Regions from separate parts of the Mus musculus genome. Here regions 1, 2, 3, 5 and 6 are each linked to region 4. The links are chromatin contacts, called in public Hi-C, HiCAR-type and HiChIP or PLAC-seq maps. All regions are on one chromosome and are shown on one strand. Each heading gives the region's core, a stretch centred on a gene start, on an enhancer-like site or on the middle of the called end of the contact. The rest is flanking DNA. Distances are from core to core; before and after follow the strand shown.

What was found. Hi-C and Micro-C count contacts between places; a contact is called where the count stands out from the background. HiCAR-type assays count read pairs that join an accessible place to other places. HiChIP or PLAC-seq counts read pairs in DNA pulled down with a chosen protein or histone mark.
Region 1: an H3K4me3 HiChIP or PLAC-seq map of embryonic limb bud shows a contact between it and region 4, with 6 times the contacts expected there. The contact joins two enhancer-like sites. A contact is called at or near these places in 1 of 15 datasets of contacts at CTCF or cohesin (the NIH/3T3 cell line), 1 of 484 Hi-C or Micro-C datasets (palatal mesenchyme) and 15 of 115 datasets of contacts at active chromatin or transcription factors (acute myeloid leukemia, craniofacial prominence, embryonic basal ganglia and 11 more).
Region 2: a Hi-C map of uterus shows a contact between it and region 4, with 3 times the contacts expected there. The contact joins the promoter of Skap2 here to the enhancer-like site in region 4. A contact is called at or near these places in 10 of 39 promoter capture datasets (the 3T3-L1 cell line, 3T3-L1-derived adipocytes, the HPC-7 cell line and 6 more), 38 of 484 Hi-C or Micro-C datasets (the 3T3-L1 cell line, CD4 T cells, DN3 thymocytes and 22 more), 12 of 115 datasets of contacts at active chromatin or transcription factors (acute myeloid leukemia, astrocytes, differentiating embryonic stem cells and 8 more) and 3 of 9 other capture datasets (adipose tissue, embryonic stem cells and liver).
Region 3: a contact with region 4 is called in a HiCAR-type map of embryonic stem cells, with 2.6 times the contacts expected there. The contact joins two enhancer-like sites. A contact is called at or near these places in 2 of 115 datasets of contacts at active chromatin or transcription factors (astrocytes and embryonic stem cells).
Region 5: a contact with region 4 is called in a Hi-C map of cerebellum, with 3 times the contacts expected there. The contact joins two enhancer-like sites. A contact is called at or near these places in 1 of 15 datasets of contacts at CTCF or cohesin (the NIH/3T3 cell line), 4 of 484 Hi-C or Micro-C datasets (brown adipocytes, cerebellum, embryonic stem cells and 1 more) and 2 of 115 datasets of contacts at active chromatin or transcription factors (astrocytes and differentiating embryonic stem cells).
Region 6: a contact with region 4 is called in an H3K27ac HiChIP or PLAC-seq map of embryonic stem cells, with 6 times the contacts expected there. The contact joins two enhancer-like sites. A contact is called at or near these places in 1 of 15 datasets of contacts at CTCF or cohesin (embryonic stem cells), 29 of 484 Hi-C or Micro-C datasets (the Ba/F3 cell line, the C10 cell line, CD8 T cells and 4 more), 3 of 115 datasets of contacts at active chromatin or transcription factors (astrocytes and embryonic stem cells) and 1 of 9 other capture datasets (embryonic stem cells).

What each region holds. Positions count from the first base shown.
Region 1 is chr6:51,169,436-51,172,381 of GRCm38.p6, forward strand. No RefSeq gene overlaps it. Among named protein-coding and RNA genes, the nearest start is that of Gm32328, 4.5 kb to the left of the region's middle. Within about 2 kb of position 1,651, at least 215 of the 459 cell types and tissues checked have an H3K27ac peak or open chromatin away from gene starts, as enhancers often do. A contact at or near this core is called in craniofacial prominence, embryonic basal ganglia, embryonic limb bud and 3 more, where this site is marked.
Region 2 is chr6:52,011,180-52,014,069 of GRCm38.p6, forward strand. It overlaps Skap2 (src family associated phosphoprotein 2), which reads right to left and starts at 1,370. Exons shown (of 13, transcript NM_018773.2): 1 at 1,156-1,370. The coding sequence starts at 1,222.
Region 3 is chr6:52,077,452-52,080,671 of GRCm38.p6, forward strand. No RefSeq gene overlaps it. Among named protein-coding and RNA genes, the nearest start is that of Halr1, 24 kb to the right of the region's middle. Within about 2 kb of position 1,655, at least 42 of the 459 cell types and tissues checked have an H3K27ac peak or open chromatin away from gene starts, as enhancers often do. A contact at or near this core is called in embryonic stem cells, where this site is marked.
Region 4 is chr6:51,591,057-51,594,222 of GRCm38.p6, forward strand. No RefSeq gene overlaps it. Among named protein-coding and RNA genes, the nearest start is that of Snx10, 69 kb to the left of the region's middle. Within about 2 kb of position 1,340, at least 187 of the 459 cell types and tissues checked have an H3K27ac peak or open chromatin away from gene starts, as enhancers often do. A contact at or near this core is called in DN3 thymocytes, adipose tissue, cerebellar granule neurons and 21 more, where this site is marked.
Region 5 is chr6:51,976,278-51,979,221 of GRCm38.p6, forward strand. All of the region lies in intron 4 of Skap2 (src family associated phosphoprotein 2), which reads right to left. Among named protein-coding and RNA genes, the nearest start is that of Skap2, 35 kb to the right of the region's middle. Within about 2 kb of position 1,269, at least 3 of the 459 cell types and tissues checked have an H3K27ac peak or open chromatin away from gene starts, as enhancers often do. A contact at or near this core is called in cerebellum, where this site is marked.
Region 6 is chr6:52,034,640-52,037,769 of GRCm38.p6, forward strand. No RefSeq gene overlaps it. Among named protein-coding and RNA genes, the nearest start is that of Skap2, 24 kb to the left of the region's middle. Within about 2 kb of position 1,557, at least 8 of the 459 cell types and tissues checked have an H3K27ac peak or open chromatin away from gene starts, as enhancers often do. A contact at or near this core is called in embryonic stem cells, where this site is marked.

The sequences.
Region 1 (2,946 bases), core at 401-2,900, 420 kb before region 4:
CCCTCCTGTCTGTCCCCTGCAGTTTGTGAAGTTGACTCTTAGGCACCAGAGCTGAAGTAACGCAGGTTCGGGATCCAGAGATAGGGTGTAAAGTAAACTCAGTTAGGGGGCCGCAGGAGAGAGGACTAGAGAAACCACTCTAATCACTGGCTTCTAAATAAAATTCAGCAGACGGGAAACCCAAAGTAACAAGCCTATGAATCGCTATTTTGTAGGACGAGGGCCTCGTGGCTGGATTCTGAGTGATTTTTTTTAAAGTAATAAATATGCCTTTTTCAGAGTTATTTTTTGAAGACTGGGTACGATTTTAAATTTCATGACTATTAGGTATAGTGATCCAAAGCGGAGTACAGGGGTTTTTGTGGGTGGGTGAAGAGGCCGCGTGGTCAACCCGTAATATGTTCGTGGAAACTGCAGAGCTCGCCTGTCAACTTGATTTTCTTTTCTTTCTTCCCTTCTCCCCTCTGAAAATACCATTAGCTCTTAGTCTGGCCTTGGGGTTGTGGTCGCACGAACACCTCTCTTCCTGATAAGTCCAAAGAGAAAAACATATACACTGGAGGTGCCAGAGATAAAGCTTTCCCGGGGTTTCATCCTCGTGTCTTCCGCTGGAGTTGGCAAAACAAAAGCGCTGCCCTAGAAACGATACTAAAGCACAGAAAGTCCTTCCTGTGACCGAGGTCCCAACACGAATCGCTGAAAGAGCCGGGTGTGTTAACTGCAAATGTGTCCGAAAGCAGCAACGCAACCTTCGGCTCCCGGGCTGCGACCAGGCAGGCATCTGGGGAAAGGAAGAGTGGTCGTTGGAAAATTAAGCTTTCCCCTCCAACTTTAATTTCACTTTAATTCCTAAAAAACCGAAAATGACACTCCCGAAGCGCGGCCGCCTCGATCCCTTATGGCCGCCCAGTTCCCTTTAAGGAAAAGTTTTTGCAAACACTGAATGTGTAGTTTACTCTAAAACTTGACTGGGCAAAAGTCTCAAGAGGAAGCTTCCCATTAAAGCAACAACCAACAAACTGATTTTCGTAATATGTAGCTTTCTAATAGTACAAGGGTGTCCCACTTCACTCGGTTATAAAATATAAAACTGTTTGGTTATTAATTTTTCTAAATTACTTGCAGAATTTGGGGAGAGTGCTGAGAGGCAAAGAAAAGATGAGCCTTATGCCATCTGGCGGTAACACGTGGAACTTCACGACAGCCACCAAATTCCACTGACCTGTAGGTCTGAACCTACAGGGATTTCTTCACCAAACGGCTGTGTAAACTTCGTCCTCTTGAGACGAAGAAGGACGATCTTCGTTACAGAAGATTAGATTTGAGGATAAAAATATTAGCAAAAACAAAAAACAAAAACAAAAAAACGGGGATAGATTCTGAAAGTCTGTAGCCACATAGATATTTTTAAATGAACCATCATACCTCTTGGGGAATTTTTAATGATCATTTATATTCAGTGACAAAAAAGTTTAAGAAAGGCTAAAGCGAGCAGTAGAATTGAGTATTTCGTACAGTTTGGCAGTAGTTTCTGCAGTACCGGCTACTGAACACGTGGGGGCGTACTCAAGTTTCCTCTGATCTCTGGTAATATGATTCCTTCACTTATTTGCATGACTTGTTGTGATTGGATAATATGTTTTAAAAACGTCAATTATACGTCAGACCATAGTTAGCCAATCAGCAGCCTATTGTAGCGTGATTGGTTTCCACTAGAGGTGTCAATCATCCGAAATTTGCATACTAGTCCTCCAACAGGCTGGAGCCTGTCAGTTTGCTGTGGCTGCTAGAAGAGCAGGAGTCGGACGGAGAAGAATGAAAATATACTTTTGCTCTAGCAAAGCGAAAGAAAAATATCGTTTTTACTCATCGTTTCAAAAATTAATTCAGCTATATATCTACCTAATAAAATAAGGACTTTCAATGAAACAAAAATAAGCAGCTATCAAAGCCTTGGTTATTAATTTTAGGTTTGCTGCTTAAAATATCAATAAGTAGTCAAACGAATAATAAAACTCCTAAAATTAAGCTAACAATTTTTTGTTACAAATGATCATTGTCAAATTAAAAATGAATATGACATTTATAAATAAATGTATTTACAAAATACTGCTTTCAGTACATAGGCAAGCTAAAAGCTTGGCTTCGTAAGAAAAAACACAGAAAAGAGAATCTAAAACAACATTTTTTACTTTATCAATAATGACACGCTTAGATCATCCTCTCCTCCGTATTTATTTACCGTGCATTCACAGACTGGAATGCTTTTGTTTGCACATTTCTCCTCACATAAACACTTTTTTTTTAACGGAAAAAAAATCTGTAGGGCCTGTGAAGAAGTCATGGACAGTTTTAAATTTAGAAATTCGTAAAGCCAAACACTTAGATTCTCGACTAGATCTTCCAGGAATATTGTAATTTAAAACATGCCCAGCTTCACAAGGCGTTTATTATTGCCCTAAAATACGTGCAGGAAGGAATCCGCGGCCGGCCGGAGTGAGGAAACAATCCGGGCCTCTCGCTTCCAGACGCTGGAATTTGGATGCAAGCGGGCAGCGGCCCAGCGGCTGCAGCTGCAGACACCGGCCCTCGCCTCTCAAGAATTTTGTAGCAGGCGTTAACAGGCATCTACACAAACCGGGTTTGATCCTTCTGTATAAAGCCGGTCCTGGAATGATTTCCAAATTTTCCACTCAGTAGTGAGCGGACTTGTCCTTCCGCGGTTTTGTCTTTTTGTTTGTACGTATGTTTGGGGATGGGGCGGGTAGTTTTGTTTGTTTATTTGTTTGTTTGGTTTTTTTTCTGTCACTATTCTTTAGTGGCTGCACTTTTCTAATTTTCTTCCTTTACGTATTTTTTTCCTCTTTATTTATTTTTTTTCCTTCCACCCAAGCACTCTTACAGTGTGTCTTTTTCTCGGGCCTCTTCGATTACAAGCCGCTTAGA
Region 2 (2,890 bases), core at 120-2,619, 420 kb after region 4:
ACAGTTCTTTCATCATTTCTCTTAGTGCTATCCATGAATGATGAGAAGCATTTCTCAGAGTGACATAGCACACCCTCACCCTGCATCATGTTCATACAAACACAAGTCTCCATCCACACATAATGCAAACAACCCAACAGCTTAACAAGGTATTCTATGATGCTTGGTCTCATACTGTTGCAACTGTAACTTACTAGTTCAAATGTACCTTTTAGAGGACATTGTTTTTAACGATTAAAACACACAGTTAACAGCACAGGCATCTAAGCGAAACTTTTTAATCCATGATCTATATTGAAAGGAATGTTTTAGAGACAACCAAACTAAAATTATTCCATTTCCAGATGTTAGCATCTACAAGACAAAGTATATGGTGGTATCTAAGACCATCAGGATAGGTGAGACTTGTGATACTCTAAAAAGATGTATTTTTTATTTTGTGCAGAACTATCGAGCTTTTCTTGATGCTTAGTGGAACTACACACCTCCAGACATTACTGACCTAACTGAGGAACTGAGGAACCGCATTTCAACTCCTACAAGTAAGTTCCTATAAATGGGAATGTAAAACCAAAAAGGGGAAGATGAGGTTGCAAAGATGAAGTTCCTTGATCACATGATACAGGAAGTAGGAGTTTTAACACAGCCTTCCTTTTTCACTTTTAATAGTTACTGAGGCTTTAGAAATAGTGGCTATTTGAAAATCGGGCACCCTTCAAAACTATAAACATGTTTGGCCTGACTGTTCAAGAAAATGGGGGTGGGGTTGGAAATAGTGCCTTTTGGCCTCCTAACTCCCAACACCTGCGGCCCTGCAGATGCACCTGCATCCTTACTGGCCAGGCCACCCAGGCAGGACCTAGTGCTTGGACTTCTGCTTTCGCAGTTCTCAAACATGCATTCATCAACATTTGCTGTCCATCTCCCGCCCTCACATTCCGGTCTTCATGAAACGCATAACTGTCCGGCTGTCCAGGGAGGATCAGCACATTTCAGCATACACGCCCACTCCCTTCTAGTCCCGACATCCCAGTCCCCCTATACGGCCCGCCCCCCACCGTCCGCATAGGGTGAGGGCTAAGCGCTTCTGTCCCTGTCGGCTCGCCGTCCCCGCGCCCCCGCCCCTAGCGTCACCGCCCCCTTCCCGCTCTTTACCTGCCAACAGGTTCCTAATTTCCTCAGGGAGAGGGCCGGGAGAAGAGGTACAGCTGGGGTTGGGCATGATAATGGCTTGGACCTAGACTCGCAATAGCGGTCCGAGTAAGCACCGAGAGGCTACGACTCCGGACACGGCCCGTCCGAGACTGCCAACAAGGAAGTCACTAGCTCTCCAGCCAGCGGTCGCTGGACGCCGGGCCCTGCCCCCTCCCCGCCCGGGAGAATTGGGCGGGGCTATGGGTGAAGGGGCGGGGAGACCGGCCTTAAAACCTGACTGCGCTTGCGTAGACCTTGCTTTCTGACTGTCCGAAGAAAGCGCCTCCGGGTAGACCACGCCCACACACAGCCGGGAAGGCCACGCCCATACGCGGAAGCGAGCAGGAGGCGAGGCCTCCGAAGGAAGGGAGCGAATTGGAGCTGTGTCACCTGACCGGCCCTTGAAGCTCGTCCGCGCCATTTTCGTTACTGGTATGTCAGCCACACCTCTCTTTCTCCAGGATTCCGGAAAATAAAGCCTCCGCAAGGCTTACGCACTTTCCCTTTAAGGGGTCATCTAAATACTGGTCTTTTCCACCAAGGTTTAAACCCCCGTCTGGTAACCCACCAAGAAGTTTCTACCATTACCCCCCAACTAGCATGGCTTTCTTTGTCCCACTAGATGAAGGTAACGGAGTCCCATTTTCCGCCAATCCTTCCTGAGAGTCTTAGTCCTAAAACGGCGGAGCGTTCTGATTGGCGCTGACATTACTTTCCTACTTATTCTTGGTGTGGTTGATTTCTCTCGCTCTGACGGAATTAGTTCTAGATAATATCCTTTTAGGGTCAGGCACCTGAAATGTGCCAGAAAGCCACCTGTACCGTTGCCCGCTCTAAGTATTTTTTAATTGCAAATAGTGGTTAGAACAGGGAAAATATAAAATTTACTTCAATCTAGTCAGCAAAGGTTGAGTCTTTCAATATTACACGTTTACACTTAAAATCCAAAAAGTTCTGGGTCCTTTAGTCTTTAAAATGGGTGGTGTGTGTGTGTGTGTGTGTGTGTAGAAATGATAATTACATTCAAGTGCCATCAACCTTTACAATCCATTAAAACCTACTGTGTAGACATATTTGTCATGTAGATGACGCTACCAGAGCTACTTAAATACAAAAGAGGATGATACGAGTCTTCAGAGAGGAACTGACAAGGGAAAACATTTTGAATGTAAAGTGTGTATTTAGTTAAAAATATGCTTGGAAAGGTGGCTAATGATACACATCAAGTTGCACCTTCCACTTTCCTTTGCCAGGCACATCATTTTCAAAATGACATCTGAATATCACCTACCTACATTGGTAGAAACAAACAGTGGTTTGTTTGTTCTTATTTCTCCTAAGTTGTGCTCAGAATGTTGTGTCAAAGCTCCAATCAGGAGTATGTTTGTAGGAGGCACAGTATGGTGTGGGGGAAGGGGGTGTCTCTGTGAGACATGCTGAGATACCAGCACAGGAAAGTATAGTATAGAATATTTTGGGCATGGGGAGGGGAATTGAGTGGAGACAGAGAAAAGCAGAGAGAGGGGGAGAGGAGGGGAGAAGACAGGAGAGGAAAGGAGAGGAGAGGAGAGGAGAGGAGAGGAGAGGAGAGGAGAGGGGAGGGGAGGGGAGGGGAGGAGAGGCAGGCAATAAGCATGTGGAGAGCACAGGGAGGGGCATGGAGAGAGAGGGTAAGGAGCAGGAGCAATAGAAGAGA
Region 3 (3,220 bases), core at 405-2,904, 490 kb after region 4:
GATCTCGAGGATAAGTCTCAGGTCATCAGACGTGGCAGCACGTACCTTCACCTGCTGCGCCATCTTGCCAGATCCCAAGACCGCGCTTTCTATGGCAGAATGCCTCAGCCTTCTGTCTGGTTTACCTTGCTCATGAATTATTGCATAGTTATTTTAATTGCCCATTTCCCCTATCTCTTGCATCTTTCTTTCATTAAAATGGAAGCTTAATAGAGTATTGTCTTTCCAGGACTCAGCAAGTATTCAGAGCACAATGAAACTACTGTGTACCACAGTAAATCTACACAATCAAATCATGCTTTGTGGATGAAGTACTGAAGAGAAAAAATACTTGAAATGCTTTATTTTTGTTAAATATGTGACTCAACTTTTTCTATGTGATTCAGCAATAACAACTCCAAAAAAACTCAAGACATATCTCTCTCTCTCTCTCTCTCTCTCTGTGTGTCTCTCTCTTTGTCCCTCTCACAGGTGGGCCTCAATAGTCTTTATCCTTCGATCTAGGCTAATAGCAGATATTATAAGGGCATTTTGGACAACATCTTAGTTTTATAGCGGAAGAAAAGAGTAAGAACATTTTGAAGTACAGTGTGGGGCTAGAGAGGTTTTAGTCACTTTTATACCCACCACCGAGTCTGGAAGTTTTCACTTCAGTTAGGACACTGGGACCTATAGACGACAGGCAACCAAAGTAGATATGTACCATAGAGACAGAAACACACTTCTTGTCACCACGATTTTTATTGAGTTAATTCCTTAAGTTTCATATTTTCAGGGTTGTGTACTTGGTATTTATTGGGAAATGTTCCAAAGAAGAAACTTCTGAGGCTAAAGGTTATTTTGTTTTTTTCCTCAGCATTTGAAACATGCAAGGGAAGAAAGCACCAGTTTATTTCTTAAAGGGGGGGTGGGGATCAGGTTTGCTCATGTTCTGCCTTCTTCCTTAGATACATCATGTCCATTTCTGATAGCTTAGTAACTCTATGATCAGCCGCCTTCTTCAACAGTTGTGCAATGCCTGTGTGAGGCTTTAGGAGACCTTTCTCTTTCTGATAGTCACTACCAGATGCAAACAAGGGGATGTGTCCCCGCATGCTCCTGTTGTTAAACAATAAGCCAAGTAAGAGGAAAGCAAGATTGATTTAGGTAATAAATCCAAGATACTTGTTGAATGAAGCATCACACAGATTCACGTTGTGCCTTGTCCATCACCAGCCAATCAATGACACTTGGACCTGGGATGACCAGGTCAACTTCTACCAAGCTCGCACTGGGTAGCGGAAATGCAGAGGTCACCTCTCAGAATGACACTGACTGGGTGGAGCTATGGTGATTCCACAAGCCTTGGTCATTGTCTTGCTTAGTAAGAGGCTTCCTGGACTCCAACAGCTAAATACTAACTCACTCAGATCTCAACACCAGGGGAACAAAAAGGCCTTTGGGATATCAACTCCCTGGTGACCCAGGTCTGACTAGAATTGAATTTCACTCTGCTTAGACCCTGTCGTAAAAAAAAAAAAAAAAAAAAAAAAAAAAAAAAAGGAAAGAAAAAGAATAAGGAAGGAAAAAAAAGGCCTTTGAGTGAACCCTGTTCTTTCGTTAGCATGTAAATGAACATGAATGTGAATGTAGCCAATGGATGGCTTCTGCCACCTCTCTCCTCCCACCTCTCCCACTAACACTCTTTGTTAGTGACTCAGACTCTGCTGCGCTCTGTTGGGAGCCGGTGTCGCGCATATTTACTGTTAGTTTCTCGTGCTTTCCTGTGTGTGCCTGTCCTAGCTCATAATCCTTGAATTTACTCTGGAGATTTGGAGATGCCATCAAATCTTCAACATCAAAAGGCTTAGCATTTTTTTGTTTGCATTTACACGCAAAGCTTACAAAGTTCTCAGGAGGGACCAGGGAGAAGAGCGAGCGTTCTTCAAACCCTTGTTCGTGGTTAACTGTCAAAGCCTCAGGGTGAAATCACAGAAGTTTGTTTTCACAGGGAAGGAATATGATGTTTTAATTTCAAGTTTTCTTAAAACATAATGGTAAACATGAACAATATTTCTTTTTCTTTTCATCATCTTAAAGTAAAACTGTAGTTGTTAGTCATGGCTAAAAAGGCATATAAACCCATCAACTCGTTTTCTCTCTGAGAGATCAGTGTTGAGGCTGCCTTGAGGATCATAACTGAAGCAAACAAAGTGGGGAAACTGGTATTTTAGGCACATTACTCTAAGTCACTCAATCCCCAGAGAGAGCTTGAGCAACAGCTGTAACTTTGATCATCTTAACACTGTTGAAAAAAAAATAGTATGTATATCCCTAAAATTAGCCACGAGCTGAGGGAGAGAGTAGTAAATTACGTTCTTTAATCTGCCTGTCTCGCTGTAAGATGGCTCAATTAACAACGAAACCATCTCAGCAGACCGCACTGAATCAACTCAGTAAAGAGACCGGGATTTCAATCTTCCAAATCAAGAGTCCTACTATATTATAAGGTATGTGTGCTTATTAAATTATTTTATACATCATTACTATCAAAGTAAAATTGATTTAGTCACTGAAAAAAATCTAAACTCACTTCAAGCGGCTGGTTTTAGTTTTTGAAAGATTTATTTTAGTATACCTATGTGTGTGTGTGTGTGTGTGTGTGTGAGTGTGTGTGTGTGTGTGTGTGTATAGAGGATTGAGAACAGTGTCCCAGTGTGTGTGTGTGTGTGTGTGTGTGTGTGTATAGAGGATTGAGAAGTGTCCCAGTGTGTGTATGTGTGTGTGTGTATAGATGAGTGAGAACAGTGTCCTAGTGTGTGTGTGTGTGTGTGTGTGTGAGTGTGTATGTGTGTGTGTGTATAGAGGATTGAGAACAGTGTCCCAGTGTGTGTGTGTGTGTATAGATGAGTGAGAACAGTGTCCCAGTGTGTGTGTGTATAGAGAATTGAGAATAGTGTCCCAGTGTGTGTGTGTGTGTGTGTGTATAGATGAGTGAGAACAGTGTCCCAGTGTGTGTGTGTGTGTGTGTGTGTGAGTGTGTGTGTGTGTGTATAGAGCATTGAGAACAGTGTCCCAGTGTGTGTGTGTGTGTGTGTGTGTGTGTGTGTGTATAGAGGATTGAGAACAGTGTCCCAGTGTGTGTGTGTGTGTGTATATAGATGAGTGAGAACAGTGTCCCAGTGTGTGTGTGTGTGTGTGTGTGTATAGAGGATTGAGAACAGTGTCCCAGTGTGTATGT
Region 4 (3,166 bases), core at 90-2,589:
TGTATGTCTTATGGTTTACAGTCAGCAAAACTCGATTTTTCTGGATTTTTCTGCAGGTACAGCACCTGAAAGGTCATAATCCTTTGTATTTTGTTTTAGAGTTGACTTTATACGTAGCTGAAGGTGTTGGCAGTGAAAGTCAACAACCTGTTACTTAAGACTTAAAGTCTCCTTTGCTACAAAGTGATTTTCATTCTAGTTAAAAATTTCAGTTAAAAAAAAAACACTAGGGGAAACCACAAATGTTTGTCTTCAATCATTTGCCATTCCTTAAGATACTAAATATATTTTGCCAGAGCTCTTCAGGTCTACTTCAAATTATATTTAACAACAAATACAAACAAGTTATTAGCAACATGGAGAAGTAAACGCATAAAACTTCTTACATGACATTAGCACTTAATCAAATTTATTTAGTTTATCCATGTTCTAGCCAACAGTGGCAGCTGGATGTTGTCTTGAGCCCAGCTTCTTTATTTTGTTGCTTCTTTAAGGGTTTATTATCAAGTTAAATGTGTACAATAAGGTTTTCAGGATTGAGCCATTTTCATGAAAGGCCTAATTTTTTTTTTTAAGTACAAAAATTAAGAAGGCTTATTCTGTTTCTAAATTGTCTTTTTAAAAAATATTTAAATTAGTTAGCTGGTGCCGGATGAGTACAACGCCGTCCTTTCCACCGAGAAAGCATTTATTTCAATACAGTTTTGTTTCTGAAGAAAACCATTTCTTAATTTGCTATGAACACATTTTTAAACGTAAAATGTCTGAACTTAGTTGTGGCAACTTGACATTCATTAAAGGCATAGATACAGTTTTCTTTGCAAGTCAAGGCAAGAAATGCAGACATTTTAATAAATGGAGCTAAAAATAATTTAGCATGTAAAGAAACAATTCCTTTGGAGTTTGATACATTCACAATGGGTTCAGGGCTTTGTTCTTGGCTGGACGCGTTTTACAGTCCAGTCACCACTGTCAGCCCTTAAGTCAAACCCTTTCCCTCTTGCTGGAAACTTCTAGGTCCTTGTTAAAAATAGTGCACTGGACATTAATTTATTTTAGCAGCAAAAACTCTGGTAGTTCATGACCCTTTTCCTTCAAAATTCCAAAGACTTATTTTCAAAAGATAGATTAGAAAAGAGGGAGAGAAGAACACTAAGCTACAAAAATTTGTGCGGAATCCACTCTGCTTTAAGCAAAAGAGAAGTAGAGATGCTGCAGAAGCCAGCAGGCTCTGAGTGTCATAGCGCGTGGATTTCGACTCTTACCTGGACCTTCTTTATAGCTCAGTCCCCCACCCCCGTGGGCCTCGGCTCAGCAGCCCTCAAGCTCCTGCCATCCCACGCATGCTCCCGCTTCCTCGGTTGGGTAACCCATGGCAACCGCCCTGGTAACCCATAGCAACTGCTCTGCGGAACTGAGTGGGGGATGGGAGGAAGCCATTTGGAGTGGGCGGGTGGAGAGCGATTTACCATGGCCCACCTGCCTCCGGCACCGCCAGCGTCCCGCACCCAGACAGTGAGGACCAAACAAAGCCACCGCACACGTGCCGGGCGTGGGTGGGGGAGGCACGTGGGCCTTTGTTCTTCAGACCGCCGCCCTCCGAGAGAGTGCACATGGCTCCATCAGCTCCAGCCTTAGCTGACCCCACGCTGCGCTGTGCGCTTATTCCCAGGAGCCTGGAACCTTCCAGACCGGAGCCCAATACGCTAACCTTCCTCTCTTGCCTGACCCGGTTGGGCCCAGGAGCGGAACTTTCGTCCCTGGGAAAGAATCGCGTGCGTCCAGGTTCTGGGTCGCGCGTGGGGAGATGTAGGTCCCCAAGCTGCTGAGCCAGGTCACTTGAAGCTGACCTGCGGTGCGAGGCCACGGGTGGACGGACGGGGTCGCTGTCGGGCAGCGTGGCGCGTTGATACCCTGCAGTCTATGCCCAGAGCATCATCTGCTGGCTTGTGCTCTCCAGACTCTAAGCCTGTGGTGAGATGGTTCAGGCTAAATCTGCATCGGGCCAGAAAGCAAGACAGAGGGGGTGAAGGGGGAGATGGCACTAGGTGTTGAGAGTCATGTCACGGCAGATCACAGTCTACCTAGCTGTGACTCTAAGCTCATTTGGACAAAAGAAAAAAGAAAAGAAAAGAAAAGAAAACATTTGACCTGGATAATTTTGTGGTCCTCTGAGTCCTCAATTCTATTTTCTGTAGGTACATATCAGTTATAAATCTAAATAGCAAAGCCATCAGGAGCATCCTTTTGGGTGATGCTAAAACTACACATGTACCATATACTCTTGTATAATGTGCCTCTCTTTTCAAGTTAACTAGGTCCAATATGGGTTACACACTTAATAGTACTCTTAACACCTGACGAGAAGCTGGACTCAGATTTTAATCCTCTCATTTTAAAAAAAGGCATATTCAAAGGTCTATATTTGCTAGTATTGATCTTGGGGAACTGGGTTTATTTTCACAAACACAACCTTCTGGCTTCTTCCTGCAGAGCATGGGTGCCAAAGAGTCTGTATGTCCTGCTAGAGGCAGAGCAGAGGCGTCTCACCGTCCAAGCGGGTGCTCAGTACAGTTCCAGCCCTCAGCACGGTACTGTGTTAGGAGCCCTGTACTTTAATCTTTTTTTTTTCTTTTTTTAACAAAAGCAATTACAGAAAAGTGCACATTTAACGTGTGACATTTAACATTTTTGCCGTGGCAGGCAGCCTCCACTTAAATGGGGCCTTTCTTTGGAACAACAGGAGCCAAAAGGCCTTGTGTCACGGAGTAATGTAAGACACAATCAGGGCTGCAAACGCACAATGAATCGGGAAGGATTTATGTAATTAATTGACCAGTCTTAACCTGTTATCGTGATGTAAGGAATTTGGAACTCATTAATTTGGGCTCTGACAGATTTCATATTAGAACTGGCAAATATGGATTGAGCCTCTTATTCTTGTAGCAGCTGGAATTTCCATGACAGTGAGGATTACTGAAGAAGACCTATTGCTAGAGGCAAACTGCTTTTTTGTAATCAGTGGCCCTGCTCTGCATTAAAGGGATAATGAAAAATAAAATTACCTGGCATGGGAAGTGGAAGGGGGCGAGGTCACCCCACCGCTGTGTGTGACGAGGGCAAGCATTTGCAGCCGAAAAAAATATACTAATTTCAATCTTAAAGT
Region 5 (2,944 bases), core at 19-2,518, 390 kb after region 4:
AACTTCAAGTTAAATTATAGCTAAAAACTGATCAAATGATGCTACTTTAATAAATAGAAAACTGATCATGATTTACCAATTAAAAACACTTATGAGTGTATTTTTGTTTAAGAAATCACAATTAATCTCTAATGTGAGTAATTCTGAGAACATGAATCATATGTATGCCTTCTTAGCTCAAGTTATTAAAATTTGATATAATTGTTGTGAATTATTCAGTGAAGAATTCATTTTTCTATAGCCCACCTCCTTCTGCTAGACAGTAGAATAAAATGCATGTTAACCATTCCAGTCAGCACATGAATCACTCCAGTGACATCTGATTTAGCTCTTCTCCCCGAGTGACATTCACTGCTCCTTTTCTTCACATACTTAGAACCAAAGGAATTATTAACAACTGGACCTTATCGTCACATCACAAGCAAATTACATCAGTTTAGCCGTGCATTTTGCTCAACATTCTGAAAATGTTCTGCAAAGTCAACTTTGTAGTTACTGCTTGCTAATATGGTGGTATGAAAATAATCCCCACTAAATCAGTTCATGAGTTTCAAATGTCCTTATGCCAGCAACTAAAAAGACTCAAGGTATGCATTTTCAACATCGGTATCCTTTCGTTATTATGAAGCAACATAGATTACATAGCATCTAATTAAAAACAAACTCAAGAGAAACACTTTCACATGAATGAGCAACTCTTAAAAACTTCCTAAAGAATATGAAGATCATGTTCCATGAAGAATTAACACAAATGTGATCAATTAAGTCCCTGTCGAAATGAGCTACTTTATAAAAAGAACCCTTAAGAGTTTAAGAAATTAGTTTTATAATATTTACTTTAGAAAAAAATATGTCTGGTTTACTATGTGTTATGGAAAATGGCTTAAGTTTTATGAATACATGCCTGGACATATCTTTTCAATTATTGAAACTCAGATAAACTTTTCATAATCATTTTTTGATTTGTTTATGGATGTTATGAGACATGAAAGTAAAACCCCTCATCTACAAAATGAAACACAAAATATAAACAGATGATCATTTTCAAAATGACAGATGAAGAAAGAAAGACAGTAATGCAGATGTTAGAGAGCTATCTGCACACTAACTGAGATTTCTAAATATTCATGTTAGGGTCATGAGGGCAATCAAAATGGGATTTTAAACACACATTCAAGTAATTTTCAAAACAAATGCATGTGCTCTGAATGAAAGAGAAAGCCTCTACCATTAACTTGAAATTAATCTGTCTTGAAAGGAGAAGCTGCTGAAGAAGCCGACAGAACTCAGGAGAGCCCCCAGCTGGCATCCAGAATCTGTTTTGGTGTGTTCCATTCTTTTCACGAGAAACCTTGTTGTGCTCTCACAAACACCAGAGAAGGTTCTCTAAATAATAATCAATAATTAGTTGCAAGGAAACAGGATCAAGCCACAACAAACCACCTATAAGTTGTCTAACAATATGACAAACTCATCTTGTTTATAGCAACCACAAAGAACCAACATAACTTGTGGTGCCAAGAAGCCAGATGGTACTGCTGGAAAAAATTAAGTCTACAGATTGGCAGCTCGACCCTATGAGTATTGCCCAAGGGAGGGCAGAGTGGAAGAAGAGCGGGAGGCTGCGTGTAGTGGGGATAAATCAATTACTACCACCTCACCTCCTTCCTGTGAAACCCTAATGACAGATTCTAAATACCATGCCAGTGGGTTGTTCAGGGCTTAAACAGTCCAAGCATTACTTGTGAATGATAAGATATATAACTAAAAGATAGAACATAATTTCTGTTTTCAGCACTGGCCTAGTACTAAAACCTTGACCCAACCACAGAGAATCCATACGCGGTAAGCACTGAAGCGTGTTTTGGAAGAGCTGTCGGTGAGGGGGTGTTACTTTTGTTTTTCTGTCTACCTTCCACTTTGTTTTGTATTTGATGATGGCATTTGTTAAGTTCTGTATGTTTTCTAAGAGAATTCTGCCTAGGTAATGGCTCCATATGCTAGTCTCAGAATTAAACAATTGACCTGCAGGCTTTATTTTTATTTATAAAAATTCCTTTGTTTTTGTTCAAAACACAATTTCCACTGTGTATTATCTATGACTTGCTAAAGAAGCAGCAATATTTCAAGACATGTTCCAAGTAAATTTTACAGTAAAAAGCACGCACACTGTTTTGCTGGATGATGCTGGGAAATGTCTGTCTGCTGTCGTCATGCTTTTGCAGCACAGGACAGTTGGGCATTCGGTGATGTCTCAGGGAGCTTAGGCACTACTACCATCTTGGACCTCCATCACTTGTGAACATGGGCACACGTGCATACATATGCACACACATGCACAAACACATGCTCACAGACACACGGCTACTTGGCATTAATCCCACTTTTATTACTCAGAAACTGAGACACTATAAAGAGTTAAAGGCAGAAAACTCACACGACTTTTTTAATTCCAAGAACATATAATTTACAATATAAATGTGCTGAGGCATTTAATATATTAGCAATTACACTGACAGATGGCCTTTGAACTTTGTCTCAAGTACCAATCAGTGACAGATCAAAATAGATTTCATTAATAAATAAATTTGATAAGGCAAGGAATTTTTCTGGTTAATTAGTTTTTAAGAGCAAGAATGAGTTTATAAAGCTGTTGGGAAAGTGTAGGTGAATCACACATGCTAACCCATCCAGTGTTCCCAAAACCTAACAAGCTGAGGGACAGGAGACAGCACAATCCATGTGCTATCAGAATCCCTAACACACACACACTGACAACCGGTGACAGAAAGTTGACTCTGAGAGGATCAGCCTTACCTAGGTGATACCTAACTCACTCTTCCTCACCTATCAAAACTGCATATGTGCTTCAAATCCTTTGTCTGAATCATCCTCTTAGGTCTTCAAATAATTGTTCGACCTTTGTATTTCTGGGCTAACTAAA
Region 6 (3,130 bases), core at 307-2,806, 440 kb after region 4:
TCTCTGGTGTTACAGTCCAGGTACAGGCCCCCACGGGGATGATACGATGGGTTCACTCTGATGTACCCCAAGCTCCTAACATTTTATCCCACCTCCTTTCTAGTGTCCTCAGATGGCTTTCCTACAATGTCTGTATGCCAGCCAGCAGGGGAGAAAGAACAATAGGGAGGGAGGGGAAGGAAAAGGGAGGGAGGGGGATCAAGCTTGAAATAGTTCTAATTTTGAAAATATCCACTAAAAAACCTCCATAATGCAAGGTACTAGGTGATTTCTAGGTAAAAGCCTTTGGTGTTCTCTCATTGACCTTATAGACGTTGGGTGGTAGGAGAGGGGTAGAAGGCTTTGCAGTATATTCCGCCGTTATCTAATACTCAGCCTGAGGTGATTGCTTCCGTGTGTAGGCGGATGCATGCCTCTCGCTCAGCTCCATTGATTTCAATTCCTGACCAACTCCTGTTTCTGTGACCTTCAGAGTTCAAGATCATAGCTAATATTATTAACAGAAATCATCTTAACCAGGAGTGTAATAATGGATTTTGAGGAGTTGTAAGGTGAATTAATATTCCCTAGCTAATTTGCCTAAGGCTTATACAATAACCATTGAATTCGGGGATGCATCTCAGTGTGACTCTGTCAGTAAGGGAAATAAAAGCATTGCCACTCAAAGGGACATCTTGTTTGCAATTCAATTTGCTCACTTTTCAACCAAATTTAGCACTGGGAGAATATTCTGTAATGACTCTTGATGCATGCCTTATTGGTAAGTGAATATATACCCTTTAAATATTTATTGGAGGTCTTTTAAACGGGTGCAAAGATAAATCAATACGAATGTGAAGATCTATTCTTCCTGCTAAATTATTAGTAATCATCACTCTATATGCCCCAGTGCTGTTAAGGTGTGAAGGGATGCAGGGGGACTGGAGAGAGTGTCCAGCATGTTAATATGCCTAATGCATCCTTATGCCAAAGGCACATGACATAATTCATTACATATTATGTGACTTCCTGGCATAGCTCATAGGAAGCCATTTGAAAGTCATATTACTCGTGATATGAATGCCTCAAGATTTTAGCTTTCTTAGAGTCATTTATTTAAGAAATATTTTCTTAAAAGAAAAATTTTAATAATCTTGAGAACTAAAATAACCACTAATTTAAAGAAAAAAAACTTAAATCATTATTTTCCTTGTAAATAAGGCCATCTTGGGTTCTGTATTTGTCAAAGGCAACACGGCCACACCCCAACCCAAACCTCCCCACCCCCGCCCCTACCCAGGCCCTTGGTGACATCACATTCCCAGTGATGAAGAAGCTCCCCCTCACTCCAGCAACTACCAGCTCATCCACTGCTTCCAGAGTTAACCTCCTGCAATCGCATCTAGAGGGGTTCCTCCCACTGCACCTCCTAGAAATAATGTGTTTATTAGAATGCATTATTTAGATCCTAAAGCTATGTGCAGCCCTGTAATCCCAGCAACCCAGGAGGCTGAGGCAGGAAGAACTCAAGGCTGATTCTACCCTGGGCTACATAGAGAGACACCGCCTCAAATGAAAAGATGGGCTGGGGAGATGACTCAGCAGTTAAGAGCACTGGCTACTCTAGGTTTAGTTCCCAGCACCCACATGGTGTCGCAAAACCATGTATATCATCTAGGATCCAGTGCCCTCTTCTGGCTTCCCCAGGAACTGCATGCATATGGTGCACTTGCTTGCAGGCAGGCAAAACACTCATACACATAAAAAATTAATCGTTTTAATTTTTTTAAAGAAATTAAACGAGGAAAAAGGAGATGAAGAAGAAAAAAGAAAATGAAATTAAAGAATTCTTACTGTGCGTGAGACAGTTTGCTGGGCAAGCATTAATTCAACTGTCGTCATAATTATTTCATCTCCACAAACTAAGTCATCAGTTTCTAAGCATGCAACTAAGACGTGGGGAGCCAAGTTCAGGTCCTGTGGATGCGGAGGTCATACTCTGTGAAAGCTCTGCCCAACACTACTGGTGTCCTCATCTGCCTCCATCTAAACCAGCGGTTCTCAACCTTCCTGATGCTGCAACCCTTTAATACAGATCCTCACGTTGTGGTGACCTCCAACCATAATTTTTTTTTTGCTACTTCATAACTGTAATTTTGCTACTGTTATGAACCATAATGCAAATATCTGTGTTTTCCAGTGGTCTTAGGCAAACTCTGTGCAAAGGTCATTCAATTCCCAAAAGGGTCAAGGCGCACAAGTTGAATACCTCTGATCCAAATGATATAAGCTCGGAGACATATGGGTGAAGTTATGAAAGGCTGTCACCCATGCTCTCTACTTCTGTGTTTTGTATATAAGAGCTGCTCGCTCAGATTCCCTAAATAAATTCTAATAAATAGGAAAGAGGATGTGGAAGCCTGCTAACCCTAATTATAGTTTCCTTTTTAAACAGCCACTTTCCCAACTCATTGGTACAGATTACAGCCTACATATAACCCACAAAGAACAAAATGTGGCTATCACTAAGTTCAGAGGCCCTTATTAGCTGCTCTGTCCTAAGGAGAAATGCTGTGAAAATACCACATGATGAGCAGGCTAACAGGGGGCTTAACACTTCTGACTTGCTAGAAATATGATGGCACTTTAAGCTCAGCTCCTCAGCTGGTGAGAGCTTTGTCTAAACTACAAGCATCCCAGCCTTCCAAGAATTACTACCATAATATTTATTGAGCAATAACAATTGCTAACTGCAGCTCAGGCTGTTGAATTGGACATCGTCTCTACCCAGGAGAATTGTGATTGAAATTGTGCAGGTCTACAGAAATGTAGGGAGAAAAGCAGTGTTCTTGCTGTGTTCTTCTTACTCCTGCCCCCACGTGAAGTCCATAAACAATGCAATCTGTCCCCAGTGACACTGAATTAACTACTCAGCGAAGATGTGTTAACTTCATCTCGAGCTGAGATGACAGCGTCTGAGATGTGACTTCCCATATACACTCCAAACGAGTTAGGGCAGCTTCTCAGGGTGATTAATACCCAAACGTAGACTAAGATGCACAATCAACGATGTAGCCAAAGCTGGCACTGGGAAAAAAAAAAAAAAACAACAACCGTGCAAGAACCGTAAAAATGAATCGTTCTCTCCTAA